Regions from separate parts of the Mus musculus genome. Here region 1 is linked to region 2. A link is a contact called in public HiChIP or PLAC-seq data. All regions are on one chromosome and are shown on one strand. The core of a region is the stretch at or near the end of the contact, and the rest is flanking DNA. Distances in the headings are between cores, read along the strand shown. Region 1 overlaps Hectd4 (HECT domain E3 ubiquitin protein ligase 4). Region 2 holds the start of Ptpn11 (protein tyrosine phosphatase, non-receptor type 11).

Evidence for each region. HiChIP or PLAC-seq counts read pairs in DNA pulled down with a chosen protein or histone mark.
Region 1: an H3K4me3 HiChIP or PLAC-seq map of bone marrow-derived macrophages shows a contact between it and region 2, with 2.7 times the contacts expected there. The contact joins the enhancer-like site here to the promoter of Ptpn11 in region 2. A contact is called at or near these places in 1 of 39 promoter capture datasets (fetal liver), 4 of 115 datasets of contacts at active chromatin or transcription factors (the SCID.adh cell line, bone marrow-derived macrophages, effector CD8 T cells and 1 more) and 3 of 9 other capture datasets (adipose tissue, liver and pancreatic islet).

The regions. Positions count from the first base shown.
Region 1 is chr5:121,327,560-121,330,961 of GRCm38.p6, forward strand. It overlaps Hectd4 (HECT domain E3 ubiquitin protein ligase 4), which reads left to right. Exons shown (of 76, transcript NM_181421.4): 46 at 526-687; 47 at 804-952; 48 at 1,506-1,585; 49 at 1,899-2,062. Among named protein-coding and RNA genes, the nearest start is that of Gm24671, 28 kb to the right of the region's middle. Within about 2 kb of position 1,957, at least 84 of the 459 cell types and tissues checked have an H3K27ac peak or open chromatin away from gene starts, as enhancers often do. A contact at or near this core is called in bone marrow-derived macrophages, embryonic stem cells and pancreatic islet, where this site is marked.
Region 2 is chr5:121,189,739-121,192,959 of GRCm38.p6, forward strand. It overlaps Ptpn11 (protein tyrosine phosphatase, non-receptor type 11), which reads right to left and starts at 1,659. Exons shown (of 16, transcript NM_001109992.1): 1 at 1,464-1,659. The coding sequence starts at 1,477.

The sequences.
Region 1 (3,402 bases), core at 707-3,206, 140 kb after region 2:
AAAACCATAAAGTGTTCATGCTAAGTGTGGTGGCGCATGCCTTTAATCCTGAGCATGCAGAAGGCAGAGGCAGGATGATCTCTGTGAATTCGAGGCCAGCCTAGTCTGCAGAGTGAGTTCCAGGATAGCCAGAGCTACACAGAGAAACCCTGTCTCGAAAAACCAAAACCAAAAACATAAAGCTTCTCTTAAGATTTATTTTTACTTTTTGTGTCTGGTGTCTCTCCTGCCATGTGCATGCAGTGTCTGAGACCAGAAAGCTCCCAGTGCTCTCGCCCCTGAGCCAGAAGACAGACTTGCATAATGTATGATGGTGATGCACAGGGAGGGTGTCATTGAATGAGACCCCATGAGTAGCAGGTGTAAGACTTTGGAGTCCATTCCCAGCATTATAACAAAAATGCAAAAGAGAAAAGAGAACCCAAATTTTGATCATATCAGATAGAAATTATTTTCTTCTCTGAGAGACTAATGAGATTTATCTGCTTTGTTGAGTGGAATCCTCCCTTTTGTCCCCAATTGCAGCCCAAAGAGATCACCTGGAGCCCTTCTCGAGTGTTCCCTCCAGTTCGTGCCTGCATGTTCTCATCTCACCTCACCTCTGTGACCTTCCTGGCTGACCCCAGCGCTGGAGGAGGTCTTCCCCGGGGCACATTCATCTATGCCACCTCGCCCTTGCCTGTTCAGGTGAGAAGGTTCCTGTCGACCTGCCTTTTCTCACACCTCTGACCGGAAAGACGCGGCAGGTGCTAGGCCTGGCCACCAGTTCCCTCTGACATCACCCTCTGCTGCCGTCTCTTCAGGCCCCATCTTTCTACTGGGAAATTGAGATTGTTTCCTATGGAGACACTGATGATGACACTGGACCAATCGTCTCATTTGGCTTCGCTACAGAAGCTGAGAAGCGAGATGGGGCATGGACCAATCCAGTGGGCACTTGCCTCTTCCACAAGTAAGGAAAAGTGCTGCCCAGCATGGGTGGGCTCGCCTTTATCCCAGCATTCAGGAGGTGGCCAATCGTTGTGAGTTTGAGGGCCACCTGGTCTGTTAGTAAGTTCCAGGCTAGCCAGGGCTGCATAGTGATACCCTTTCATGGATCAGGATTCCAGGGAGAGTGACTTCCCATAGGTGTTATGGGTATTCAGGGAACCAAAGTGGGGCTGTGTGACTGAGGAAATGTGGAGAGAAAGTGATATTTTTCTCTCTGGTGCTTGTGTTCCTCCCCATGGTTCCTTCCTTGTAGCCCTGCAGCAGGAGTGCGTCTTTCTTCTTTCCATTCCGTTCTGAATTCACATACCATGCTGCTGCTCTGCAGACTGGTGTCTGTTGAGCTGTTATCCTCAAGCAACAGCAGAGTAGCCTCAAGCCAAGTGTGGACCTTGCTAGTTGGAATGTTTGGGAAAGCATTGCTCTTGACTGCGGGGGTTCCTTCCTTGCTGGCCCCTGCCTTCTCTCCCTCCTTCCCTCCACGAGTCTCAGCCTTGACTTTCTTGTTCTCCTTTCAGCAATGGCCGAGCTGTACACTACAATGGCTCCAGTCTACTGCAGTGGAAGAGCGTCCGCTTAGATGTCACACTCTCTCCTGGTCAGTGCGGTGGGGCCTTCTTACCCTGCATGCTTCTGTGGGTGCCAGCCTTGGACCTAAATGGTTTAAAGTTAAATAAACTTAGCAATTGGAAATGGGTCATCTGTCATTGAGTAAAAAGTAAACACTTGCCCTTGTCGTCTGAGTTTTATACCACAGCTCTCATATTCTGAAGCCATTCCCTTAGAGCCTCTATCTTGTAACTCAGGGGACAGATGGGGCTGCTTTTGGCTCTCATCGCATAATTGCATATTAGAAGGTCACCTGATAGTAAACTGGGAAATAGTAAACTGTATCCTGCTTTCTGCTGTAGGCGATGTGGCAGGAATCGGCTGGGAGAGGACCGAGGGGACTCCACCTCCTCCAGGGCAGCCAGCCAAAGGTCGGGTGTACTTCACATACTGCGGGCAGCGCCTCACACCATACCTAGAAGATGTCTCTGGTGGCATGTGGCCTGTGGTTCACATTCAGAAAAAGGCAAGTCACATTGATAGGAGAGAAGAACAAATTGTTTTCAGAAATAAATCCTGACCAGAAAGGGAAAGAAAGGGCTTTGGTATAACTATTCCTGCACAGTGACGGGCACAGGCAGCCAGGGTGAGTGTGCTTCCTTCCTGGTGGACCCTGCAGGCTTGCATCTTCTGAGCTGTGTCCAGAGCTTGGTGTGGACTTGCGCTCAGCTCCCCTGAGCCATCCTTCCTTAACGAGGAAGGGAGCACTGCTGAAATGTCTGAAAATAGCTTGTAGTCACAGAGAATGGCAGATCCTCAGAGGGTTCTCTGGGGAAGACTCACAAGTTCAGCACTCCTCTTCCCCAGCACCCAACACAAACACAGTCACACACGCAGTCACACACACACCTACACTCATATGCTCACATACAAACATACATACATACATACATACATACATACATATATACAAACATATACACACAGTCTGTCTGTCTGTCTGTCTGTCTGTCTGTCTCTGTCTCTTAAACGCGTTCTCACGACCGGCCAGGAAGAACACAACAAACCAGAATCTTCTGTGGCAAAACTTTATTGCTTACATCTTCAGGAGCCAGGAGCGCAAGCCCCAAGCCCCAAAAACGAAAGCCCCCCCCCCCCCCCCCCGCTTACATCTTTAGGAGCCAGAGCGTCAGAGCGCCAGAGCGCAGAGCAAGAGAGAGAATGGCGGAAACCCCGTCCCCTTTAAGGAGAATTATCCTTCGCCTAGGACGCATCACTCCCTGATTGGCTGCAGCCCATGGCCGAGTTGACGTCACGGGAAAGGCAGAGTACATGTAGTGGAAAAATACCCTTGGCACATGCGCAGATTATTTGTTTACCACTTAGAACACAGGATGTCAGCGCCATCTTGTGACGGCGAATGTGGGGGCGGCTCCCAACATCTGTCTCTCTCTCTCTCTCTCTCTCTCTCTCTCTCTCTCACACACACACACACACACACACACACATACACACAGGCTGCTGTTGACTTTGAAGGAGCACCTAGGGAAGCCTGCTGCTCTGTCCGGCATTGTTACTGGTGACATGCTGCAGCCCCTCATCTTCATGCACTCCACAGTCCATAGCCAGATGCCCATCCTCATGAACTCAGCAGGAGTCAGCAGCAGGACACAGGTTCAAAGCAGAGAAAGCTGCTTCTCTGGGCTTCCTGTCTCAGGAGAAGGCATTTCTCTCCATGTCCCATGCTTTCATTCACTCAACAGATGTTTACCCAGCATCTGTGTGTGAGCAACATGTTGAACTTAGGCAGAGTACAAGGCATTGATGCTGTCTGTCTCTGTCACGCTGTAATCAATTGGAGCAACT
Region 2 (3,221 bases), core at 409-2,908:
ATCTGACTCCCTCTTCTGGAGTGTCTGAAGACAGCTACAGTGTACTTACATATAATAAATAAATAAATAAATAAATCTTTAAAAAAAACTTTCAATAATAAAAATCAGGACTCTCCCCGCCCCCAACGCAAAAAAAAACAAACAAACAAAAAAAAAAAAAAAAACAAAAAACAAAAAAAAAAAACAGCTCATATTTGTGTAATGCCATTAATCTAAAATCCTAAGAAAGGTAGCAACAGAACCGTGGTCGGAGGGAAAGCAGAGGACTGGTAAGACCAAGCTGAGGGAAACCTCACCAGGAGTCGTGGATATGTTCATTATCTTGACTGCTGTAATGGTCTCAAGTATACGCATAAGTCAAGGTTTAATCAAACTGTCCGCCGAATCAGGTGCAACTTATCTCAATAAAAATGTTGGTTTTTTTGTTTTGTTTTGTTTTGTTTTTTGTTTTTGTTTTTCGAGACAGGGTTTCTCTATGTAGCCCTGGCTGTCCTGGAACTCGCTTTGTAGACCAGGCTGGCCTCGAACTCAGAAATCTGCCTGCCTCTGCCTCCCAAGTGCTGGGATTAAAGGCGTGCGCCACCACGTCGGGCTTAAAGCTGATTTTAAAACTAAACAAGTCCTTATAGTGTGATCCGGCCTGTAACCCCAGCGCTAAAGGGGTTGAGATAAAGGGGAAATGTACACTGGATGCTAACCTGGGCAACACAGTGAGAGACTTGCACCTCTTACCAGGTAACATGCCACAATGTACTTCATCCTGAAAACTCAATTTGGTCATGTTTAGGAAAGGGATTCCACCACCCACCTCGTACCACTGCGGTACGCGTTAAGCTGGCTTCTAGTAAGAGCAAAGTCAATGTCACTAATGGAGTCTCGTTACCCTGAAGTGGAAACTCACTCATTCGCCTCCAATCTAAGCTTCAAATCCTGTCCTGTGACGAGCACGTTATTCCCGAGCCTCAGTTTCCACATTCGTCAAACAGAGGGGACAATCCCACGGCCAGATACGGTTCCCTTTCCTCCCACCTTTCAAAGCAAAGATCACAGTGGGGAGGGAACACTCCCAGCCGCTGCAGAGAGCTTCAGTTTTCCCACTTCTGGCACTTGGGGGCGAGGGCGAAGACGCAAAAAGGGGGCACCTGAAAGGGTCCTGTGTGAAGGCCCCGCGGTGGCCCGGGCGCCTCCCCGAGCGCGCGGGGTTATTTCGGAATCCCCAGGAGGCGACGCTCATGAGGCAATGGGTCAGGAATGCGGCGGCCGGCCGGGGCCGCGGGTGTCCCCACGGGCATCCCGGGCCGCGGGAGCAGGAACTCGGGGCGGCAGGAAATGAATGGGGACCCGCGGGCGGGGCGGCGGGGAAGCCAAGCCGACGGGGAGTCCCCGGTGTGACCCCCGGCGGCCCGCGCAGTCCAGAGGCAGCGGGGACCCAGGCCGCGGCCCGGCCCCTGCGGGCGGCTCACCTCCGCGATGTCATGTTCCTCCCGTCTCCGGCTCCGCACGGACCCGCTGCTCGCTCAGGCTCCGCGGGGTACCGTCACATGGAGGGGGCCCGAGCGAGGCCCCGCTCCGGAGCCGACACGGGTGCGGGCAGAGCCGGCCGGCCGCGCGCGCACAACCCCCTGCCAGGCCTGGATCCCGGACACTGCGCGGCCGCCCCGCCGCCCGGCTCGCTCCGCCCTCGCCCGCGCCCCCGCCCCTGGCCGCCGGCGCCTGCGTGACGTCATCGCGCGCCGCCGCCACGGCCACTATCTGCTTCCGGTTTGCGGGGCCCTGAGCAGTGCTAGGGAGTTTGGTGTGGGATTCCTCCTCTGAATCGGTGCGGCTACACCCGTGAACGCCTGGACGATTCTTCTAAACGGGGACGTCGCACATAGGTGCGAGGACACAATACACAATATGCATCCAGGGCGGCTGCACACGGGAAAAGAAGCAAACAAATAAGGGAGGGGGAACACGAGTTCGATTCCCAACACCTACCTGTATGGGGCAGCCCACAACCTTCTGTAAATTTGGTTCTACCGGATCCGCCGTTCTCTTCTTGTGGCTCCTCGGGCACTGCACTCACGGGCACATATCCATACACATAATGTTTTATGATTTACTCCTTTTGCCCGGCAAGGTGGCGTACGCCTTTAATTCCAGCACTAGGTAGGCAATAGCAAGTGGATCACTGTGAAATCGAGGCCAGCCTGGTCTGTATAGTGAGTTCCAGGACATCTAAGTAGGGAGACCCTGTCAAAAAGAAATATATATTACTTTTTTTTTTTTTTTTTTTGGTTTTATGAGACGGTTTCTCTGTGTAGCCCTGGCTGTCCTGGAACTCACTCTGTAGACCAGGCTGGCCTCAAACTCAGAAATCTGCCTGCCTCTGCCTCCCGAGTGCTAGGATTAAAGGCATGCGCCACCACGCCCGGCTAGAAATATATATGTATATATATATATATTACTTTGTATTTTTTAATGTTTAGTGTATTAGTGGTTGCCTTGCATGTAAGTATGTGTGTAACTGCATGAGTGCCTAGAGCCCAAGATCTGAAAAGAACAACAGTTCCTGGAACTGGAGTTACAGGCAGTTGTAAGCTGTCATGTGGGTGCTGGAAACAAAACTTAAGACCTCTGAAAAAGCACTCAGTATTCTTAACTGCTGAGCCATCTCACCAGCCTCTCCCGTTGAATATTTTTTGTTTTGTTTGTTTATGAGAAAAGAGACAACCTATGTACCACGGCCATACTTTTACAACTTGAACTAAAATTAACACAAATGTTTTTTGCAGTTTCACCCATACCGGGATTAGCAATCCTAACAAGTGATCCTTTTTCTAAATTAAGAAATCTGACCTTTTCACTTCAAAGAAACACTTCATAACTTCTCCTTCCAAATGTCCAAATTGTTAGTACCAGTACGCTGCTACGGGGGTTGGGGAGGGGGACTTTGTTAGATGAATGTGGCTTTCTTGAACAGCTCCATCTTAATGAAGTGTAAAGTTATGAAACTGATGAACTAGAAGCTACATAGATGGATCAGCAGATAAGAGAGTTAGCTGCCCAAAAGTCAGGCAGTGGTAGTGCATGCCTTTAATCCCAGCACTTGGGAGGCAGAAGCAAGTGGATCTCTGAGTTCGAGGCCAGCCTGGTCTACAGAGTGAGTTCCAGGACAGTCAGGGCTATACAGAGAAACCCTGTCTCAGAGAGAGAGAGAGAGAGAGATTGAGAGAGAG